Linked DNA regions of Macaca mulatta: regions 2 and 3 are each linked to region 1. Evidence: chromatin contacts called from public Hi-C data. All regions are on one chromosome and are shown on one strand. Each heading gives the region's core, a stretch centred on a gene start, on an enhancer-like site or on the middle of the called end of the contact. The rest is flanking DNA. Distances are from core to core; before and after follow the strand shown. Region 1 overlaps LOC106997312 (a long non-coding RNA gene). Region 2 overlaps LOC114676844. Region 3 has its middle 260 kb from the start of TRNAG-GCC.

Region 1 (4,156 bases), core at 871-3,370:
CTTTCTAGCCTTAAAATTTTCCAGTCTTTTAGAAGACCTCAATTCTACTTGGTAATGAAGAACTGATTAGGTATGGTAAAGTTGTGTTTAGCATTAGAGTTTTCTTCTGTCATTACTATTATATTAGATGATTTATCAAGGGTGGTTTTGGAAAATTATGTCTGAAAGTAGACAGTGGAAAAAAGGTTAAGAGAAATCCATTTGGTTTGGGGTTACCTGTTTATGTATATGAGTGTGTGTGTTATATGTGTGCATTTTGTATGTTCTTCTGTTTGTTTATTTTTTTGCCTCTTTTATGTTCTTTTGCATTTCTTACATTCAGAGTCTTTCAAGTGCCAAAAGAACCACATTTATGTGAAAGATTTTTTGGAGCATTATTGCCAACCTTCATTTGAAGCTGGAGTTTACAAAATCTTCACAGAGCCTATTTTAATGAGGTTTCCAGCTTTAATAAGAAGAGTGTGGTTGCTTAACTGAAATGACCTGCCAAAACTTTCTTAGGTTCATCCATGGTTACACTGAATATTAAAACTACTGAATAATAGATTGAAACAAGAGCATCAACATTCATCTAGAAAACAGAGCATTTTCGTCAACCTTTTACATTAAGAACAAGTCTTCTCAGAGCATATGTAGCAACAACTAATAATTCTTATTAAGCAACATTTACCACAGGTATAATTTGTGGTAGCTAATATTCTGTAAAATTGAATTTGCTTCAGAGTTTTGATTAAAATTATTCACTTCAGGCTCTGTGAATAAAAGAATGCTAGTAAAAATGAAGATTTCGCAAGTTGCTAAAACAAACTAGCTTTTGTTCTTGAAGTCTGAAAAAATACGAAAGCATATTTGTTTCCAGATGGAAGATAATTAACACAAAAAAAATCTGCTTTATCCATAAATATGGTTCCTTTTTAAATTTCAGTAAGTTCACCAAAATATATAAATTCCTTGGAACAAATTAAAGTAAAGCTGGTATTGGAGAAAAATTAAATAAGTTAGAACTAGTTTTTTTTTTCATTTTATTCAAATCATGGGAAAGATGTGTATTACAAGTTGAGAAATCATGTCTTTGTTAGTCTCATTATTTCTTTGTTCAAGGTGTTTGTTAGAATGAGAATCAGGCTGTCTATTGACAAAATTATGTGACAATCTGCATAATTATGTTGCATATGTGTGAAGCTAGTTATGAATGATTAGATTTTTGTTCAAAGTTAGAATGTCTTCATTTTATAAAAGCCAGTGACTGTGAAATGAATGGGATTTTTTTCATGGCAGCAAAAATATTTCCAAATTTCAGAATTAGACTGCCAGTATGAAAAGGACTTAGACTGAGTAACATTATTTACATCTATCCATTAATGATAGAAGCTAAATGAAAGAATTTGCATAAACACAACAGTATAAGTCACCACTAAGTATGGTGTAACTTAAATTATTTCTGTTCAAGTGCATTTAAAGTGTCAATTAATTGCCTCCATTTCAAATGCACACCTTTTCCCCAATTATCAAATTAAAATTTGAGCTGAATCAATGAGCACAATGATAGTTTAATTATATTAAACCACATGAAATAAACAGTGAGGAAGTGTTTGTGCAGATGGCCACCTGAGTCTGTCACCTCCAGGCATAGCCAATGACAAGTATCATTTCCTTGGTAAATAAAATCGCTTTATTTTACTGTCACTGCAGCATCTTTACTTTTAACAGAGAGGAGAATGGGTTGAGATAGAAAGATTTAAGGGAATTACAGAAGGAGAAATTGCAGACACAGATGTATTTTTTTTCTAAGGGCACCAGGTGTTTTAAATGCCACCAGAAGGGTGCTCCAGGCGATTCCGTGCTGTCCAAGATAGCTTGGCATAGATTATCTGAAAGCTTTTGTGTCTTTTCAGCTTTTGATTAAAGGCCAGTGTCAGGACTCCTCTGGGCTTTCGCTTGGTACAGTAAAGCCGAGGGATTTTTTTTTAAGCTGCTGCCAAAAAGATGCCAGTTAGGATAATTACATTTCAATTTAAATTGGTAATTTTATGAAAATTTAAACCAGAATATGTGTCACCCAAATCTCCTTACTTTCATTCCTCCCAAACATGCACACACACACCCCTCTTGTTTTGGGGGAGACAATGACAGCAGCCCACCAGAACCTTCCCATGACCCAGAGATATGTGCCAGGAATTAAACAGATGAGAGAAAATTGAACAGAGCCTGTTTTCTCCGTCCAAATGTATTTTCTAGCCTGGATTTAACACTAGTGTACATTGGAACCATCCCAGGGCATCCTAGCTTCTAGTATCTTTTTCCCGTGGACTCCAGCAAAAGAGGCTTTGGACCATAACTGTAGTATTTGAGACATTGTTTTCCATTCACAGTGAAGCTTTGTATTTGTTAACAGGATGTAGAAAAGGAATCAAACCTACTGAGAGTCTCTCACCCTCTTGGTGAAAGGACCAGGGACACAAGTGGCCAGATGAACCCTGAATTTTCTGTCTGCCACTTTCTTTTTCCAGGACACATACGCAAGCTTGGCAGCACCAACAAAGTGGAAGTAATGTTCCTTTGTTTAGAATGCAGTGTGTACGAACATTTACATAATAAAATACACACACAAATAACAGATGGTGAAGAGCCACTCATTTCGCCACATGTTGTAAGCACGATATCGTTCCTTGATGATCTCATTTCTCTTACTTCTGCCTACAGATGTCTACCAGCTATTTAACCTCAGAGGTTATTCAAATGGTGAAAGGTTTGAAGACAGGCACAAATCTGTCTACAGAATTTTCCTCTTCCATCAGGTACAAATGCCCTTTCTGGGTGGAGTTATCAATCCACAAAAATGCTATCTTCCGTCTAAAACACTAAACAATAAACTTCATTTCTCATGACACTTGTTGGGCAAACAATGTCTACGAAAGAGCACAATAAATACTGCCAATATGCTGACTTTGAAAGAGGTCTTTTCCCTTTAGCCTTTTGTTCTGAACGGAAAGTGTATTAATAATTTTGGTTATTAAGTGAATAGCCTTCTTTTATAGATGTGAGGAAGGGCCTTCGGAAATGAGTGGAAGTCTCCCGGATGCTGTTTGCTCACATGTCCAATCTGTAATTAGAGTTAAGCCTCAAATGTGTGGTAATAGATACGTTGTATAGATTTAACTGCCACTTCCCTCCCTAATTTACACTTAGATAACACTTCTCCTCCCAAAAGCACAAATTACATTCCTTTTAATTAGCTCCCAATGTACTTTGTTAAAGTACATTGAGAATGCGAATTACTAACCTATTAATTTATAAGCATACATTATTCAAAAGCACATAATCATTAATTAAATATCACAACACATAAGGAGGCAGAATTATCATACCCATTTTACAGAAATGAATGCCTATTAGATTATTTGGACTATGACTGATCCAGAATAAGAATCTGTGTTGATCTGTCTAGGATTCATTATTTTGTCCAAGAGGACATATCTTTGACTCAATTCTATTTCTTCTTATATAAAATGAATCATAATTTTTAAGCAAAAATCGTTTAAACACAAGTGATGAATTTAAATCAGTTAGCACTTTAGGGAAATCTCATGTTTTAACAAGTACATGTATCTTACATTTTATGTAGGAGAGTGTGTAAGAAGGACTTAATATCAACACTAGAAAAAGGCAATAAATGTGGCTATTGAAAATAATCTGCCAAACAAGAACTATCTCAAGAAAAGAACAATGAACTTCACTCAGAATGGTTGAAAACAAGCAAATAATCTTATCTTTCAGAGAATATCTAGACAATAATATTCAGAAATAGGTTTGGTGACTGAATGGAATGTAAATGAAAGATTTTAAGAGATCAGAATGATTTTGGAAAAGGAAAATAAACAAAAAAGAGAGTTCATTTAGCTGTATACCTGAAGGCTAATTAAGACATACTTAGTGATCAACTGAACATAAACATATTCCAGATTATCAGATTATTCATCCACAAGCAGAAGAAGAAATAGTGGCCACCATAAGGAAGAAAGGGTTAGAGTAAACATGGACAGGAAAGAGCAGATAGTAAGGTGGTTGGACTAGGTGGCAAAAGAGCCTTTGGCACAAAAAACTTTAGGACAAAGGAAGAGAAATGTAAGAGAGGTCAATTAAATGCTTGTAAAAA
Region 2 (4,156 bases), core at 1,113-3,612, 420 kb before region 1:
GGTCTACACACAGTTTTTCCTCTTTTCTGGAAAATGTGAATGAATTACAATTCCTTTGTACATTCCATGCTGTCTTGGACAAAGTCAAACACTTGAGTATAGAAACACTTGAGTATAGAAATGAATTGTATTCCAGTCGTAGATAGGACAATTTTTCACTCCTTTTAACTTAGGCATTGTATTAGTTTTCGACAAATAACAACTATAGACTGAAGGGATTAAACAATAGGAATTTATTTTTTCCTGATTCTGGAGGCAAGAAGTCTGAGCTCAAGGCGCTGGCAGGGTTGGTTTTTCTGAGCCTCATCCTTTGCTTTGCAAATGGGTATCTTTTCCCAATGTCTTCACATGGTCTTCTCTGTGTTTTTGTGTCTTAACCTCCTCTTCTTATAAGGACACCAGTCATTGGAATCCGGCCCATCCTAATGATCTCCTTTAACTTAATTACCCCTTTAAAGACACTAACTCCACATACGGTCAGATTTTGAGGTGCTGGGAGTAAGGACTTCAGCATCTGAATTGGTGGGGAGACAGTTCACCCTGTGACAGTCATGATAGGAATTAACCACTATTGTGCACGAGATGTCTAACGAAAAGACAGAAAAGAAGTGTAAGGAAGTGATTGCTGAGATCAACAAATGTTACTATAGGACTGCCAGTCTATAGCTACTGCAGATATATATATAGCAGTATGATGGTGGGTGATTTGTAGATTGTAATAGACCATTCAGAGAAACAAGTTGAATATTTTCTTACATTGGAAAAAAAAAGGGGGCACAAAAGAAATCATTTCCCAGCATTTGATTTGATTCCATAAGAATTCTGAGCATCAAACTATACACTGCTATATATGAAGCCAGATCCAATGGGAATCTTTTGAGTTTACATGTAGATCACTTTCAAAATAAGGATACTAGCCCTATTTGCTATGCAATATTATCATGACATGCATTTTTAATTAATTGGGCCTTTCAGTTTTTGTGCACCTATAAACCCTAATAGTTCAGCCTCTCTATAGGCATCTTTTCTACCTCCTATCTGAGGAAATAACATTTTATTATAAAATTACAGTTTTTTGTAATTTAGATCTCTAGTTTCTAAAATAAGAAAACAGACCTATCATTTGGGGCAAGAATAGAAACAAAATAAACTCTCCTGTTAAAGCAGAGGAAACAACTTTCTGACAAAAAAAAAAAAAATTGAAGACACAGCTTTGGTGTATTTCAGGAACATTTCACTTTTGTTCATCTTCTGACTGCACTGTGAACCCTCATAGCTAGATCAAAATTCGTTACATTAATAAACAAAAACAAAAATTCTGTCTATTTGCCTTACGTTAAAAGATATCCTTTTGCCTGATGCAACAATGGAAACTAAAATCTCTAAAGAGAAACGTGCTGGCTTCTCTCACCATCGTCGTCCAATAGGAAGGAATTTGGTCAGGAGTAAAAATAACTCAGTTATGGTCCATGTTATTACACTCTTCTGAGCTTCTTTCTCCCTTCCACATGTTGAATGACTTTCTGGTTTCTTTTTGCCACATACATAATGTTTGGCTCCTATCTCCTGTGCAATCAATCTTCATTATTGGATCTCTTCCCCCTCCTACAATCAGATCATTTTGATTATGACTTTAATTGTACATTCCCTAACTAACTTCTCTCTAGTTTATTTTTAACCTCAGACTACCTGTGGGCATAACGTTTTACAATTCAGAATGTGAATTTTACACTTAGTCTAACAACTAAATAAGCTTAGAAATTTAGGAATGGTAAATTAGGTCACTTGATGCTTTTTCACACAAGGAAAGCAAACTTCTTGTGTGCCTAGGTGTTGCTTTTGGAGAAACTTTCCTGAGCATTGAGGAGTCAGTGCTAACTCCTGCAACCACGTGAGTCTCTCCGACTCTGTGATGCCAACTTAACCATCTTGCTATAGTGGAAGAGCTTTAGGTTGGAGTGAATGGGTACCATCTTTGTTCTTAGGGGTGTACTCTAGGGACCTTGTTTTTGTAGGAACACACAAGGGCTATTTTAGTGTTAATTGGAACACATCAGAAGAGTTTACATTTGAATTTCAAAGAAACGTAGGAATCCTTGTTACCTTCAAATCTCAAACTTTCTCCATGATATAAAATATCAGTCTTCATTTAAAAGATCAGAAATTACCCCAATGACCAGATCCAAATGCTGAACAACAAACAGTCCAGATTTACCATGAGGAATAGGGTTAATATTTGCTCCCCAATGACAAATCCCAACCCGGAACAGATTTCAGCCAGGCAGCTAGCAAAGCTCGCGGGTGAACTGCACAGGCCATGGTGGGTGCAGAGCTCAGAGCCGGAAAGCAAACAGCTGCTGTAGCCTGATTTGAGTTAAAATAGTGTGAGTGTTTAGTCTGGCGCACGGCTTCAGGGGAGATTGGCAGCTGGGTCAAACAAAGTCCTTCCATTGGCTCCCTTCCCAGGCAGCTTCTGCTAGTGTTTAGGTACTAGTGTAGTGTAGAACCCTTTTCTCAGGCAAAACCTAACATCTGACCGCACCCTTTTTGCTATTTAAAAAAAAAAAAAAAAAAAAAAAAAAGCTTCTATTTTTTTTCCTCCTTTCGTTAAGATAAATTCTCCAGTAGACAACCTCTCCCACTAATTGTGTATTAGCAACGTATTTTATCTTGAGAGCTTGTACACTGGGCTCTCAACGTGGTGTGGAAGGTAGCCTGTTACAGTGCTGGATTCATAAAAGGGCCTTTATGGTTTGTGAAAGAATATCTGTGTGCTTAGGAAGGAAACTTTTTGATCTGCAGAAAAGCCAGAAGACATCTAGGTAAGACTGCGATATCAAATGTACTTTTTTTGGGGAAAATTGGGCAGTGAGACTGCTTCATCGCAACCAGTGTGAGTTTAGAGGGTGCATGTTCACTTTTGTAGAAGTTCAAAATGTACTGACGATTGTTTGCTTATTTTTTGTTTGTTTGTTTAAATCTTAAAGGAATACTGTCGTCTGCATTTTTACAATTTTGTTTTCTTCTATTGAACCGATTACAGTGGATATAGAGTTTTATTATATAGCGAAATCTTTGTAAACTGCCACAGAAAGAAAGTGTTATTTAGAAGGGAAATTGACAAGTTTTAAAGAGTAATTGTACAATCATTTGAGGACAGAGGAACACTGCATTATACTAATAAGGGTTTAATTACCAAAAAAAGTTTAATGTTGCTTTGGAAGGAATATTAAGTAAGTTGTCTTTGTCTCTTACTTTTTAATTTTAGTCGCTGATTTAGCCTGTTGGGTCACATTTTTTGTTAGTGCTGAAGGCTGCCATGAATCCATAATGAGGCCCCTTTGCACATGATTTTGGCACCTGGCCAAAATCAACTTCCCAGCGGCAAGCTTTCTCTAAAGAACCTGGAGCAATTTCTTTCTTTCTTTCTTTTTTTTTTTTGATCTGGAATCATGTCTGAAAGCTGCCACAACCAGTTGTATAGGCATGTCAAAATGACTTTATACAGTCAATATGAAACAAGCATTAAATATTTTTTTCTCATATTGGTGCTTTTATCATTATGAATTCCTTGCTTGTTGCCACCTAAGATACGATGGAACAAGCACAGTCTTAAAGAAGATTTACTGATTTTTTGTTTTTCTCAGCAGACCAGAGTAGGTATGATCATCTTATTGAGAAGTATACAGTGCAAAAAAGGTTTTTCAAAATACTGCAGGATAAATAACAAATGAAATCTTAAAATTGTTAGTCTCTGTAAGTAATACTCAGTGAACAGTAAGTAATGGAGTTTTCTAGAAGTTTCGTTGTGCGCGCAATTAAGCTTAACGTTTTAATAGTGTTTTTGTCTATGTTAAAATGTAGCATTTGGGATTTTTAAAATGTCAGCATTTGTTATATAATTTTAAAAACTTATTAACACCTTGATATTATTTCTAACAAATGTTTTAATAGAAATGCTTGGTGCATAGACATGGCTGAATAGCATTAAGTAATTGTGTTTAATTGCTGTTTTGCAATAAAAAGATAATTTTTCATGAAAGAAATTTTGAAGCTCAAAGGTACTTACATCCCATATCTGGAACTATTATTAATTTTGATATTACTATAACTGAATTTTGTTCTGTAAGCCAATTTTATACTCTAGTGTTTTAAG
Region 3 (4,156 bases), core at 550-3,049, 330 kb after region 1:
CAGGGATATGAAAGGTAATGGGAAGTGGGGAGAACATTCAAAGATTCAAATCTTCATAGGTCTTTGCCAGATATTTATGACATGTTCTCAGGACACTGAACAACAGCAAGTGTTTGAGTTCTTAGAATAAATCACATCCAAAAACATTAGTTTTCAGAGCTTGAATAGACCTTAGAGATCATCAAAACCAAACTCCTTATTTTATGAACTAGAAAACTGCAGTGCTAAGAAAAACAATACCAGATATGATTAGCTTATACAGTTAGTTGGAGATGGGGGATTTGAATGCAGGTTTCTTGATGCATGGACCAGTCATTCTTTGGTAGTTTTAGTTCCACCTCTTCAGAGAAACCACAAATTATTTGAGAGAGTTGTGCTGTCATCTCTATCAATACAAAGTGTGCAATCTATAGGTAAAGTCTATTTAAGGAAGCTTTTAAATTACTCCTCTCAGCCTCTTAAGTTGTTCAGAGACAATCTCGACTCCATGAAATATATTTTCTAGTTAGTCTCATAGTATCCTCTTGATTTAATACTGTGGAGATAGGTTGAATATCTCAAAAACATGACTTAAGAATGACAGCAAGGGTCACCAGGCAATGTCTTTTCCACAGAAACAAAGAATTCAATCTTATAGATAACTCAAGAGAACAGAATCTCCTCATGATCATTCCCTCCTACTTTTCTGTTCTGTTCTTCTTTGCTGCTTTTAAACTCCTTTCCATTTCCTCTTTGCTTCTTTACATCTCTCTGCTCAAATATATACCAGAAACATTGGGACCAAGTCAGAGGTTTGAAGACTGAAAATTCTTTTCCTTTTGCTCACCACAGTGACTCTACCTATTCTCCTAACCCAGAATATATGAACAAGCTGCAACTCACTGCCTACTCTCTATTAGTTCCATTCTCCTTTGTTTTAAGGCCTCGGAATATTGCATATGGATAATAACATAAAAAGTAATAAGTCCTCTCACAGTTCCTTGTGAAATAAAAATCTAGCAAGGGGGGTGGGGAGGATTGACAGTCTAATCATCTATTATAATAGCAGTATTTTGTTTTTTGTTTTAAACAAACTGCAGTTTGGAATAGCAATGTGTTTTGTTTATCATGTCAAGTTCTTATGAAAGTATTTCAGTTGGATTTCATCCAAAATCTATAACTCACCATGTAATGCATAATTTTGCTGTCATATGGTTGCAAATTTTGACACTTATTTTGCCAGAAAATACAGGTATGAATATGAAAGAGGCCCCCTCAGAGATGTATTGCTTAGTATCCCACTAGTTCCTCAGCCTTTCTTTGTCAAAGCTTAACCAGCCAGTATTTTACCAAGTAGATTTTGTTGCCCTTTGTTTCTGTTTAGAGTTCCTTAAAAATTGCCCTTCAAAAAAATCCATAGGCTAATTTTTTTTATTTTTATTGCTAATTCTTCCTAATTCTTCAACATTAAATGACATACACTGTCTTGGATATTCATAGCTAAAATAATTGCAGACAATCTTACAATTTCCTTGAATGGTCATGGTTGTACAAAGAAACTTTTTATTACTCTTTCAATTGCACATAAAAATTATTCTTTTTCTTTATGGCTATGTACCTCAAAATTCTTTGTTTCAAGTATACACATAAGTCGTTAGTGAAAGCAAAATGGGTACTTTTTATCTAAGAAATGTTAAACTTAAGTTACTTTAAAATTCAGCATTTTCTGGGTTAAATTAGAACACTACTTCAATATCTGCAATTCAAATAAGTCCTCTGAGAAATTGGCCTCCATAACCAGTGACGTGCTGCTGAACTGAACAGATCTCCAAAATATCCTAACAGATTTCTTTCTTTCATTGTAGAATTGTTTCCATCTGGTGCTTAGATATTAAACCTGGAATATGTAAAGGCTCTCCTCTCTCACCCTGTTTGACTTCCAAATGCTGGCAAATAATTTGCATTGTCAATGAATTGAGGATTAAAATTTTGAACTTAACTGAGTAGTTGTAAGATGTGAAATTTAAAGTGATAGATCTTCAAAGTAGTGAATTTTTCTTTCTTTTAATTTTGAGAAATGGAGACTTGAAATGTTAGCTGTTTGTAGAACAGTCTAATTTGAATCTTATTTGCTTAAAAAGAATAAAAATTTTTAACCCAGGTTCAGGATATCAAAACATGAATTTATGAACAGTATTATAGGCCAAATTTTTGAGTACTTATATCAGAATGTTAGCATCTAAAAATACTTGTATGCATATATTTCAAGAGATAAGCAGATAGCTATTTAGATGTATGCATGTGGAAGTTTCCAAGACCCTCGGTCATTGACAGTGATTTCTTCATGAGAATTTTAAGGAGGCTTCACAGTAATATAAATTAATGTCTGACTTTTACGACTAGCAACATTTTTCATGGCATCTTAACTGGAAAGCACAGAATTACTTCTGAGAAACATAATTGCTTCCAGAAATGTTTAACCCACTAGGAGAAAGTTTACATGAAGTGAGCAATAGTCACAAGAAATGAATAAACCAATTCTATGCACACGGCAGTGTAAAAGGCTGGGAGCACGCATACAGGGATCTATAAGAGAATCAATGCAGGACACAATCATTCTGTTCAATTATTTTCTTATTGTCAGTAGTCTGGCAACTTCCACCCATTCCCCTTTAACACAGCGGTGGATAGCACATGGCTTCCAGAGCAAATAGTCAACCAGTTCTCGTTTCCAAACCTTCACACTTAGGTCTGTCTTCCCCCTCACCATTCATTTCTTTCTTACATTCCATTATACTTTCTTCACATTGTCTCTCATTTAATTGCTTCCTTTAATCTCTTTTTCTTAAATTTGATCTGCTTTGATCTGGAATATTCTCTGATACGCTGAAGTAAAACTGGTCATTCTCCATTCCATAGCTAGTTAAAAAGATAACTTAGAGTTCCTACACACACTTGGAACTGCTCACCATCTCTGCTGGTGTGCTCACATTTACTTTAAAAAAAAAAAAGTCTAAGAAGGCTTACAGGAAAGGGATCGACATTACCTTGAGAAGGACAGTTAAGAATGTTTTGCTGATAGGCATATAATCACTTGACTGATTCTCACAAACATTTGTGGGAATCTTTTGAAGTATCTTAGTCCAGTTCGGTCTCAGCAGGACCCAACATCTTGACCCAAAGGCCTCCAAACAAAAAGACTTTTTTTTTTTTTTTTTTTTGGTGAAAAAAAAATGTGAAAATTTTTTTCACATTCAAAAAAAAATGTGGTGAAAATTTTCCATAAAACTGTAAGGCGTCAAAGAATGAATTTCTGTAGTTCCCTGTCATGCAAAATATTACAGTATAAGTTTAGAGCTAATATTGGAACTAGACTAATCTAGAACAGATATTCTCAAAATATTGTACATAAACTAAAATCTAAAAGATCCAAAAACACCCTTTGCAGTTTGCAACATGAGTCTTACAGAAAATTACAATGTGTACATCTAGCTAAAAGGAGCAAACAAAAAAAAATCAATGCTAAGTGAATGATGTAACTGTTTTGTGTCTTTTCACACTCAAAAAGCAGAAAGAAGAAAGAAAGAAAGAAAGAAAGAAAGAAAGAAAGAAAGAAAGAAAGAAAGAAAGAAAGAAAGAAAGAAAGAAAGAAAGAAAGAAAGAAAGGAAGAAAGGAAGGAAGGAAGGAAGGAAGGAAGGAAGGAAGGAAGGAAGGAAGGAAGGAAGGAAGGAAGGAAGGAAAGGAAGGAAGGAAGGAAGGAAGGAAGGAAGGAAGGAAGGAAGGAAGGAAGGAAGGAAGGAGAAAGAAAGAAAGAAAGAAAGAAAGAAAGAAAGAAAGAAAGAAAGAAAGAAAGAAAGAAAGAAAGAAAGAAAGAAAGAGGGAGGGAGGGAGGGAGGGAGGGAGGGAGGGAGGGAAGAAAGAAAGAAAGAGAAGAAAGAAAGAGAGAAAGAGGAAGGAAGGAAGGAAGGAAGGAAGGAAGGAAGGAAGGAAGGAAGGAAGGAAGGAAGGAAAATTTTATTTCCTCTGATTGAAAGTCGCATTTTCTTTTCTGTCTCCTTTTTTCCTTCCTCTCCCCCATCTTCCCTCTGTTCCCTCTTTCCTTTTCTCCATTTGTATGACAGTGGCACTGATTCAGAGAAGGGGTGGAGTCCGATATTTTGGGTGGTCTTAGTAAAG

Evidence for each region. A called contact is a pair of places that touch in the nucleus more often than the background predicts.
Region 2: a Hi-C map of fetal cortical plate shows a contact between it and region 1, with 2.3 times the contacts expected there. The contact joins two enhancer-like sites. A contact is called at or near these places in 2 of 14 Hi-C or Micro-C datasets (fetal cortex germinal zone and fetal cortical plate).
Region 3: a contact with region 1 is called in a Hi-C map of fetal cortex germinal zone, with 2.3 times the contacts expected there. The contact joins two enhancer-like sites. A contact is called at or near these places in 2 of 14 Hi-C or Micro-C datasets (fetal cortex germinal zone and fetal cortical plate).

The regions. Positions count from the first base shown.
Region 1 is chr3:30,878,760-30,882,915 of T2T-MMU8v2.0, reverse strand. All of the region lies in intron 3 of LOC106997312 (a long non-coding RNA gene), which reads right to left. Among named protein-coding and RNA genes, the nearest start is that of MIR125B-2, 250 kb to the left of the region's middle. Within about 2 kb of position 2,120, at least 6 of the 40 cell types and tissues checked have an H3K27ac peak or open chromatin away from gene starts, as enhancers often do. A contact at or near this core is called in fetal cortex germinal zone and fetal cortical plate, where this site is marked.
Region 2 is chr3:31,297,952-31,302,107 of T2T-MMU8v2.0, reverse strand. All of the region lies in intron 3 of LOC114676844, which reads left to right. Among named protein-coding and RNA genes, the nearest start is that of MIR99A, 120 kb to the right of the region's middle. Within about 2 kb of position 2,362, at least 15 of the 40 cell types and tissues checked have an H3K27ac peak or open chromatin away from gene starts, as enhancers often do. A contact at or near this core is called in fetal cortex germinal zone and fetal cortical plate, where this site is marked.
Region 3 is chr3:30,546,309-30,550,464 of T2T-MMU8v2.0, reverse strand. No RefSeq gene overlaps it. Among named protein-coding and RNA genes, the nearest start is that of TRNAG-GCC, 260 kb to the right of the region's middle. Within about 2 kb of position 1,799, at least 3 of the 40 cell types and tissues checked have an H3K27ac peak or open chromatin away from gene starts, as enhancers often do. A contact at or near this core is called in fetal cortex germinal zone, where this site is marked.